Regions from separate parts of the Mus musculus genome. Here region 1 is linked to region 2. A link is a contact called in public HiChIP or PLAC-seq data. All regions are on one chromosome and are shown on one strand. Each heading gives the region's core, a stretch centred on a gene start, on an enhancer-like site or on the middle of the called end of the contact. The rest is flanking DNA. Distances are from core to core; before and after follow the strand shown.

Region 1 (5,784 bases), core at 2,287-4,786, 260 kb before region 2:
TGAAGATAAAGGAATCCTTTACACTGCTGGTAAGAATATGAATTGGCATATATACAGAACTGAAAATGAAGTTTATATTCCAGCACATACTTTTGTCCAAGACCAGCTAGTAAAATTTTATTGCCAGGTTTTAACTTAAGCCAGGAACCAGCAACCTCACTCTTTACTATACATGCAAATAAAATGAATCAGTATTTTGAAAACTCATAATGCTGTACATTCGTTGTTTAAAAATTACAATAATTGCTATGGAATCAACTGAGCATTTGTCAACAGATGCATGAACAAGGAAAGCACATACCACTCTGACTGCAGAAAATCCAATGTTCTCACACTCTGTGCTTCTGGATTCTGCCCTAGCCAGGAAGCAGCCTAAGTATTATAGTGTTCTCTCTGTGAGTTTATTCTCCCATATACATGCACTTGGATCACATAGCATTTTATATTAGGCAAATGTTGGAATATGGTAAATCATCAGACCCAGAGAATAAGAGTAGGATGAAATACATTGATCTGTTAGCTAATAAGCCCTTCGTGTCTCTGTAGAACCAGCACAGGCAAGGTTTGTTCTTCTTTGTGTTTGTATTTAGTGTGGAGGCAGAAGTGTTTGAAGCTGAGTTCATAATCCTACATTATGCTAGTCTGTCTGCCTAAAGAAAAACTTCCTAGTTCAGCCATGGTCAGTCTTCCAGCACATACTTTTGTTCAAGACCAGCTAGTAAAATTTTATTGCCAGGTTTTAACTTAAACCAGGAATAGAAAGATTCATATTTCATGCCGTTAACTTTTAGAGTATGAGAGGAAGACAGTGTGTGTGTGTGTGTGTGTGTGTGTGTGTGTGTGTGTGTGTATGTGTGTGTGTGTGTGTGTGTGTGTGTGTGTGTATTTCTATGTGTGCATGCATCTGTGATGTGGATACATGTGAGGATATATAGACATAGTTTCATGTGCATGACTATGGAAGACAGAAATCCACCTCAGGATTCTTCTTCAGGTATCACCTACCTTTTTTGTTTTATTTTGGTTTTACACACAGTCTACTACTGACCAGGAATTTGCCAGGAAGCTAGACTGGCTGTCCAGTGAGGCCCCAGCAATCCTCCCGTTTCCATCAGCCCAGTGCTGGAATTAGAGATGTGAGCTGCTATACCTGGCTCTGGGGCTCCAGCTCAGATCCAGCTTGCACAGCAAGGACTTTAACCACCAAGGACGTCCCCAGCCTGAACCTTTGTCCTCTGCTCCCTTGCTGACTGATATTGGGCTGCAAGCCAACTAAGAGCATACTTTTCAATAATGTATTCAATAGTTCCTCAGCAGTTCACATCTCTGAACCCATGGTCCTTAGAAGTTCGCTCCAACTAATGATGACGTAAAGACAACCATTTAGATTGTTTACTCTCTTGGAATAATTTTAACAATCAGAGGAAATTTATAATAACTACTTATGAAAAAGGTGCGCTGGTACTTCTAGGGTTCAATAGTCACTGATGCTCTGGAAGGAGCAAATGAGGGCACATCAGAGAATTTGTTTCTGCAGGCTGGAAAATAGCCTTTTCTACTTTATTTGCATACAGAAATTAAGGATCATGATGGCTGTCACTGGATACCTGTATCCATATGTTCAAATGGCTAGGGCAATATACTCAATTACCCCTTTAAAGGTTTCTTCTCAAAAATCTTAATCTAATAAATTTAAATAATTTTTGAACCCTTTACACTTTTTATCAAACTTGACCTATTACAGAAATGAAAGGGCAAAAATATGTAGTTAACCTCTGAAGGTAAACCTGTCTTGTCTGCAATTCATCTAATATAATAATTTATCTCCAAGGAAACTTCTGACCTGGGCAGTAATTACCTCTGCTTTTCACACAGCAGTATTCTCTGCCCTGTGTTAATCAGAGATAATGGATCTCTCTGTGCATTTCTGCCCCCAATTCACACATGTGCATATCATTGCCAATGGTTTCTCACACTGAACAACTTTGTCTCTTGGCCTCCAATCTATATGACTCAACCATTTCTGAATATCAGTTCAAGACCCTTCTTTCCCATGACACACTGAGACATAAACCACATTCCTCATTCTGATATGTCAAATTCAGTTCAGTCCTGCCCTGAGCCTAGCAATGACCCTTCTTTGACCTTCTCATTGCCTTGAATATCATCCCTCTAAAGAAGCAATCTTGAGAAACCACACAAAAGAAAAGCCCTTATTCTTTGTCTCCATTATATAACTGCTCAATGGCCTGGGCATAGTTACCATCATAAGAAACTTCCAGAAAGGGCTTTACTTACCATTTTATCCATTGCTTCTTCCATTTAGACTGTGGGCACCTCGAGGGTGAAAACTTGGTCTAAGTTATCACTGCCTCTCTGGCTTTAGAACCATGCCCAAGCCACAGGCTTTAATACACAAGAACACGGAGATACTCATTTCAAAAATGGTAATTAAAGCTTCTCACTAGATTTAAAGTCTTCTCATACAGCATTTAGTGTCACATCACAACTTTCTGGGTAGGAGAATACAGTGTGTGAAAATGGCTCCACATGGCTCCATATCTAAATCATGGAATTTTGGAGTTGCTTCTCACTTCGTTGACTATTCTTTGAAATTTCCTGATCTTGTCTTAACCGATCACCTTATCTAGATGCAAACTTTTCTGCATATCATTAAATGATGCCAGGAATTGTCCTTGTGATTATAATGTAATTATATTATATAGAGTGTCATTCTCCAGAGAGCCTTCAGTGTGTCATTGCTGCAGTCTGTGCACAGTGCTCACCTATTTGAGTTTTTTCTAAGTCAGAGCTGCACCATGAACATGAGCATCCTTGCCTGCATCCAAGCCATAAGTTGGCCTGCTTTCCTTATCAAAAACTAAGTAGTACAGGTAGATGCAACTTGGAGATAAACACATCATGATCACATTTTGTGACTTTATCCACCTATCCTCTCTCTGAGTTTGTATGTTTTTCTTATTTATAAAAAATCTGAATAGCTCTGGTTTTACGGAATTATTGAGGCTATTAAAGCACCTGAAAAATAACGGCACACAAAAAAAGTTCAGTACATCACCATAATCTAGTCAGCATTTTGAGGGTGGTAGTCTTAAGAGCCAAGGCATGTGTTTATATCTTTCTATTTTATATTCTGAATACACCATCCAGTCAGTTTCCCTAGAGTAGCTCGGTAGCCAACCTCAAGATCAAAACTAGTCCAGGAAGTATTGCAAAACAGCATGCTTAGTTAGGAAAGTGTTCTGACAGAGATAGACTTAAGGACAGCCATGACCTCTAACTGTCAAAGAAGAGTGTCCCATGAATTTCTTGGTGGTAGGGTGGAGGAATGAATTGAAGACAGCGGAAAAACAACACAAAGTATTCCCCCCACTTCAGGATTCTGAAATGCTAGTGGCAGACATTTTTGAACTTGTCTGTTTTTAGCTTAGTGGAAAAGAGCCAACACAGGATGACAGAGAGAGGGAGGGGAGAAGAAAAGAAGATCTTGGTCTACTTACTGTCTTCTGGGACCACAGTTTGGTTTCAGTTCCTTTGACTCAACAAGAACAGTTTCTCCACCTGACAACTGCATGGGGTACAGCCAAGGCTTCTCTCAGGCAGCCATGAGACCCAGCTAGTTTTATTTTGTGTCTTTGATTTGTATATGCAGTTCAGAATTGGTTAAATGTTTGACTTTGGCCATCATTTACTTATTGAGCATGAATTATGTACTGGCCAATGTACTAAAAACAAAAGGCACAGCATAAACAACCAAGGAACTTGGAGTCTGTTAAGAAGAACATACAGGAAAGAGCAGAATTTTAAAAATAGGTCAAAATCAGCCATGGTGGTCCATTCTTTAGTCTCAGCACTTAAGACGTTGAGGCAAGTGGATCTCTGAATTTGAACCCAGCCTGGTCTACATAAGTGAGTTTCAGTCTGACAGTCCTAAACGAGACTCTGTTTGAAAAACAAAATAAACTTTATATGCCCCAGTACAGGGGAACGCCAGGGCCAAAAAGGGGGAGTGGGTGGGTAGGGGAGTGGGGGTGGATGGGTATGGGGGTCTTTTGGTATAGCATTGGAAATGTAAATGAGCTAAATACCTAATAAAAATGGAAAAATAATTCATTATAAAAAAAGAAAAAGAAAATAAAAAGCAAAAAGCAAAAATAATATGTGCTATTAAGAATAGTAAAGAGGAAGGAAGCAAAGAAGTGAGGGAGAGACAGAGGGAGGCATGGAAGAAGGGAGGGGGAGATGGAGGGAGGAATGGAAAGGAGATTCCAGTGGCATGCACACACTGCAACTGTATTTCCGGCAGTTGGGAGGCTGAGGTAGGCGCAGCATCAGTTGTATGCCAGTCTGAGCTTCATATTGTGACCCAGTCTCAAGGAAACATCAAAAAATGAAAACAGAAAGAAGTGGTAGAAAGCTCCTAGGCAGTCTACTGCAATTAAATATGTAGATAGTAATGAGGAGAGACAAGGCCTAGGGACATGTTGAGTTGAGATATGAATAAACTATTGTGTCACAGTGTACGGGAAGAGTATGCTAGAGAAAGAGAAATGAGTATGAGGGGAAAAGAGAGAAAACCTGGGTCAGTAATGAGCTTGGAATATGCTGTAGCAAAAATGAAGACTAGGGCCAGGAGATAGGGAGAGTAAGTTTGAGAAAAGACATGCATGTAGAGATCAAGGCACAGCCACATCTAGGATATTGGATCTCTTCCTAATTAAAATGGAAAACATTTAGAGAATTTCTGAGAAGAGAGCAATATGGTGTAATCTGCAAATGATCAGGCTATTCTGGCAGGCACACAAGAGTGAGAAGAGTTTCTTAGAAGGCTGCAAGAGCAAAGACCACAGCGTGGTATGCTTTGCAGAGGGTGTGGAAGAAGAACCTTTCCACACTTGCTTTGGACCGAGTTCATATTCTTGCTGATAGGTGGAAAACAGCTAAGGGTAAGGGCATCCATCAACTGAGGAACTGGGAAAAGGGTGCTGATTAGTGATCACTATAGTAGATGAAGCAGAAAGAGTTGTGGAAAGGGAAAGGTTGGGTCTAGGAGGATGTTGGAATTTTGACTTCTGTTAACATCTGACTACAACAGTTAGTAGTCATTCCGACACATGAATCCAGACATTGGTAGACAGTTCAGGAAATATAGTTTTCATGTTATTTCAAATTAATAGAAAATTAAAGAAAGAGAAATGAACACATGCAAAAAACAAAAACAAAAACAAAACCATCTGAGCTTGGGAAACTAGAAAGGTCAAGGCTAGATTTTTGAAGAGAAGAAGCAAGGCATTTACTTCAGACTTCAGTTAGTGAATGGACAGAAACTGAAAAATGTATTTTGTGTTCCTAACACAAGCATTGGAGTATGTTTGTAGCTGCAAATTTGTGTGAGTAGACTATAATGAAGTCTTATTAAAGGGATGTTCTAGTATTACATATAAGATAACAGATTTTTCACTGTGTATAGAATGTACAGATTCATGGTTTCTATTTTTCTTCCTTACAGAATGTTTTTTCTGTAAATATGATTCCATGTGCACATTCAACTAAAAAAAAAAAAGAAAAAAAAGCTGTGGAATGAGAAATCCTTAAAATATGGCTACAAATATTCAGTTTACATACTGGAGTTTCCATTCTTTGTAACATCAAAATAATAATTTTAGCTAAGATAAAATGTAAATGTATTTAACTTGAAATGAATTATGAAGTTCAACATATAAATCAAGCAGGTGTCTCTGACTTATATCCACAACATTTAAG
Region 2 (5,176 bases), core at 703-3,202:
CTGCTACATATGCAGCTGGATCCATGAGTCTCACCATGTGATTTCTTTGGTTGGTGGTTTAGTCCCAGGGAGCTCTAGGGGTACTGGTTAGTTCATATTGTTGTTCCACCTATGGGGCTCCAAACCCCTTCAGCTCCTTGGATACTTTCTCTAGCTCCTTTGTTAGGGAACTTGTGCTCTGTTCAATGGATGACTGTGAGCATCCACTTCTGTATTTGCCAGACAATGGCAGAGCCTCTCAGGAGACAGCTATATCAAGCTCCTGTCAGCAAAATCTTGTTGGCATCTGCAATAGTGTCTGGGTTTGGTGGTTGTTTATGGGATGGATCTCCAGGTGGTGCAGTCACTTGATGGACATTCCTTCAGTCTGTTCCACACTTTTTTTCTGTAACTCCTTCCATGAGTATTTTGTTCCCCCTTCTAAGAAGGATTCAAGTATCCACACTTTGGCCTCCCTTCAGTCATAAGACTATCTTTAAAAAAATCTAGTGTGTGTTGCCTACTCCAGCTTAGAACAACCTCACAGTAGGTACAGAAACATTAAAGGCTATTTGCTTTAAAATTCAGTAACAAGTAAAGGACACTTTAATGATTATATTTAACACATACCATATTAATAAGTCCTATAAAACATGATAAAAGGGGAAAATTCTTTGGAGAAAATAAAAATAAAATATTTATAAAGAATATCAGAAAATTAATTCAATTCACCAATAAGTTATTTAAATTATTAAGTTAAAGAAGTTCTGTTAGGCCCTGGAGAAATAACTTGTTGGTTTAAAACACTTGGCACTCTTCCAAAAGACTTGTGTTCAGTTACTAGTTTCTATACCAAACTGAAACTCCACATCCAAGTGACCAGGCACTATTTTATGCCCTCCATTACTAGCAGAAGACACATGACATACAACCATGAAGGTACACACACACATACATACATACATACATACATACATACATACATACATATACATGTACACACACACGAGAGAGAGAGAGGAAGGGGAGGAAGAAGGGAGAGGGAGACACACACAGAAAAAGACAGAGAGAGAGAGAGACTTTAAAAGATCGAGAAGATCAAAATCGTAATACTAAATCTGATGTGGCAAAAAGAATAAATAACATGGGAGAAATTACATGACTAGGTTTTATGATTTGTAAATTAAGAAATAGTGACTAAAATAGGCAATAAAAAGACACGTTACTGGGATGGAAAAGAAATTCCTATTCCACACAAACAAAACTTATTGTGTCATACTGGGTATATGACAGATGTGCATGATGAATTACACATCAAATCTTGAGAATAAGATGAGCTAATTATTATTAGCACACTTGGGTATAAAGATGAAAAAATGAATGAAATTTGATACTGATAATCAAACTGCAAGTGAAAATTGATTTCAAATGGAAGATAAATTGCAATTTTATATGGTATTATGTAATATAACTACTTTATAGCATCAAGGTTAAAATGTCTTAAAAATGAAATATCAAATAAAACCTAACTATAAGAAAAATGACCGAAAACCTCTGTTTCATTAAGGTAAATTTTCTGCCCATCAGTAGAAATCATACTGAAAATGAAGTTAAGGTGCTTAGTGAAGCCTTATATCTATAGCATGGGTGTGAATAATTCTCTATTTCTTTATACTTTCTTTAAATTTATTTATTTTATTTTTTATGTATATGAGTGTTTTCCATGCATTCATTTATCATGTGTGTGCCTGGTGTCCACAGAGGTCAGACAGCTGTAAATTGCCATTTGGGTGCTGGTAGTGGAACCTGGATTCTCTGCAAGCAAGTGCTCATAATTGCTGAGCCAAACCTTCTCCCCGAATTCTTAAATTCTTTAGGATGTATTTCACTAAAATGTATTACACAGTCTCCAGATAAGGCTCACAGACACAATGGGAAGTTCCACATCTCACCATAAACAGGAAGTCATATCTCAGTCACAGTGAAACCCACATACATGCGAATAGTTCCACAGTTTTCTGAGAACCTAGGGAGAAGCCAATTGTAGGAATCCTACAATAAGGCCCACAGATGCAGGGAATTCTATATCTTCCATATCAAGTTATATACCTAAACAAGAGACCTTGCTGACAAACGGCAGTGCTTGGTTCTCAAAAGAAGCCCAGAAATAGAGCTTCTAGTTGCAAGTACTAGCCCTACAGAGAAATATAAAGACTAATCCTAGCAAGACTTTGTCTACTATAAATACTAATACTGGAGGAAGAAAGGAGGCTTGTATTTGAAGAGAGACAGAGACAGAGTCACCCACACACTAACTCCAGATGAAATGGGCAAGTGTAAGCATATAAACAAAAACAAAACAAAACAAAACAAAACAAACAAAAATACACTCTCTTTCTCCCAAATTAGGAATTAAATAGTAATGGTTCCAAGTGAAGAAATCTGGGCAAATACCCAAACAATTATTTTTTAAAGATAATTGTATCTGTGTCTAAAAACTCAAAGGTACAAAAGTGCCCAAAGAACAAAGTGAGTGGCCCTAATGAAATAATGACTTCAATGCTGAATCATCAATCAAAACTGAAATGGTGCTGGAAATGAAAAACTCAATAAGACAAATAAAAATCTCAGTGTCTAGACTCACCAATAGAATGTACCATGTGGAAAACAAAATACATATATATGTATTTCTTATACCATCCTAATATATATATATATATATATCCCATATGTGGACTATTAGAGGACTAAAGTAATATATATACATATATATGTATATATATATGTATATATATCCATAATAATCTTTATTCCATATATATATTGATATATCTATCTATCTATCTATCTATCTATCTATCTATATCCTTCAAAACACTTAATAGGATGAAAAGGGAAATGCTGAATGAGATAATAGAGTTGAAAAATATTAGAAGCACAGATAAGAGAAAGGGCATTGAAAGCCATAGAGAAATTGATGAAGTGATCTATAAAATCAGGCTCATCAAAACAACACATATATTTCATAAAATAAAATAAAGCCAGAAGGGCCTGAAAATCATATTCAATATTCTGAAAGATCACATTGCTTTTATTGCCAACCTAGACTATTATAACAAACAAAACTATTGATTAAAATTGAGGGAGAAATAAAAACTTCCTGGCATTCGAATACTAAAGAGTTTAGGCCCACTAAGTCAACTGTAGAAAGATGTTGAAAGGAGGCATCGGTCTAAAAAGAAAAAATAACTCTGAAAATGCCATGTGAATACACTGTGCTGTACCAAGACAATTCTAACTAAAAAATGTCTTTTTAAACATCATCACATAAAAATATTGTCATTAGTTGACACACACCTTTCAACAATTATTCTTTAAAATATTTGCATGTGTTTTATTTTTAATTAAATTTATATGTGATTGTATGAATGTGGCTTTGTGCATAGGAATGTAGTGCCTGAAGAGGGCAGAGAAAGGTGTAAGGGTTTCTGGAGCTGGAGATGCAGGCAGCTACAAGCCAGGGGATGTGGATGTTGGGAACTGAACACAAATCCTCTGCAAAAGAACTGTGCATCCAATTGAACCATCTCCTAGTACCTCAATAATACTTATTTTATTGATGGTCTCAAGTTCCCAAATAAAAAGACACAGGCTAGTAGACTGGATTATGGGTTAGAATCTATCTTTTATTGCTTCCAAGAAAAATACCTTACTATTGATGATAAATCACCTTAGGATAAAAAGATAGAAAAGGCATAATAAGCAAATAGAATTAAAATCCAAGCAGGAATGACTATCTTAATAACTGACAAATTGATTTCAAAACAAAAGCAGTCATTGTAGATAAAGAAATACATGAAAATAAAAGAAAGGCTCAGTTGTAGAAAAAAGTGAACAGTGGAATGAAAGCTCAAGATACAATTATAAGGGACTGGAGGTGATCACAGCATATTATATACATGTAAAACATATCATAACAAAATCCATCATTTTATACAATTAATAAATATTAATAAAAATGAAAAATACAAAAAGGTTACATCATATTCATCAAGTAGGCATTACAGATTTAAGTCTATACCCACAGAAGACAGATATAACTAATTTCATAATAAACCTACTACATGTAAAGTCTCATATTAATTTCAAAATAATAGTACTGTGTGACTGCAATACCTCATTATCTGATTATGATGAATAAGTGATTATGATGAAATAAGTAATTATTATGAAAAATAAAGAGAAAAACTAAGGAATGGTGAAAGCTTGAGGAATAGTGTTTATCAGGGAAGAGCCCAAAAATAGGTTAAACAATGCAAATGGGTAAATCCTGAAATCAAATAAATATACAAATACAAATAAACTGTTGACTAAGGTTGATATTTGTTATATATGATGCATAATGCACATAATAATTAAAGAAACATTGGCCATCAATTTGGGAGCAAGGAAGTGATTGGCACATGATGAATGGAAGGAAGAGAAGACAGACAATGGTGTAGTTATCTTCTAGTTTTAATAATAAAAAAGAGAAATGTTGAAATTACACTTCATCATAAAGTAAATGGAACCACATACACTCCATGCAAACACAAAAGAATATATATGTATTTTTTCTCAGCAGCTCAGAGAAATTCTTCCAAGAACATGTTTTAAAAAGTATAGAAAAAATCAAAATAACATCATGTATTCTATCTTCCCATGTTGGAATAAAGGTATATATTAAAAACAATAGAAAGTAGAGAACACACAATTAAATAACACACAATTGAGTGACAAACTGGTCAATGAACAAATCAAAAAGGAATTTTTAACAATGTCATGCCTGAGGGAAAATTGCATACAATAGAACAAAATCTATTAGACACAATGAAGACAGTATATGGAGAAAAGTTATAGATTTAAATGTCTACACCAAAAAGGTTGAGAGACCTCACATATATAAAATATGATATAGCTTAATAGCCTCGGGAAAACAAACAGCAAGCAAAACCCCAAAATAGTAAATGAGAAGAAACAATAATTATCATGGTAGTAACCAATGAAGTAGAAATGAAAAACAATCCAAAGTATTAATGAAATTAGCAGTTTTTCTTTGAAAAAATAAAATCTACAAGCTTTAAGCAAAATAATATCAAAAAATGAAGAAAAGACGCAAATTAATATAACTACCAATGTTTACTAGAATTAGCTCTCA

What was found. HiChIP or PLAC-seq counts read pairs in DNA pulled down with a chosen protein or histone mark.
Region 1: a contact with region 2 is called in an H3K4me3 HiChIP or PLAC-seq map of bone marrow-derived macrophages, with 2.3 times the contacts expected there. The contact joins two enhancer-like sites. A contact is called at or near these places in 9 of 39 promoter capture datasets (the 3T3-L1 cell line, 3T3-L1-derived adipocytes, the C10 cell line and 4 more), 2 of 115 datasets of contacts at active chromatin or transcription factors (acute myeloid leukemia and bone marrow-derived macrophages) and 1 of 9 other capture datasets (macrophages).

Annotation. Positions count from the first base shown.
Region 1 is chr3:60,479,668-60,485,451 of GRCm38.p6, reverse strand. It overlaps a transcript of Mbnl1 not described here. Among named protein-coding and RNA genes, the nearest start is that of Mbnl1, 19 kb to the left of the region's middle. Within about 2 kb of position 3,536, at least 97 of the 459 cell types and tissues checked have an H3K27ac peak or open chromatin away from gene starts, as enhancers often do. A contact at or near this core is called in bone marrow-derived macrophages, where this site is marked.
Region 2 is chr3:60,215,902-60,221,077 of GRCm38.p6, reverse strand. No RefSeq gene overlaps it. Among named protein-coding and RNA genes, the nearest start is that of Gm24382, 91 kb to the right of the region's middle. Within about 2 kb of position 1,952, at least 3 of the 459 cell types and tissues checked have an H3K27ac peak or open chromatin away from gene starts, as enhancers often do. A contact at or near this core is called in bone marrow-derived macrophages, where this site is marked.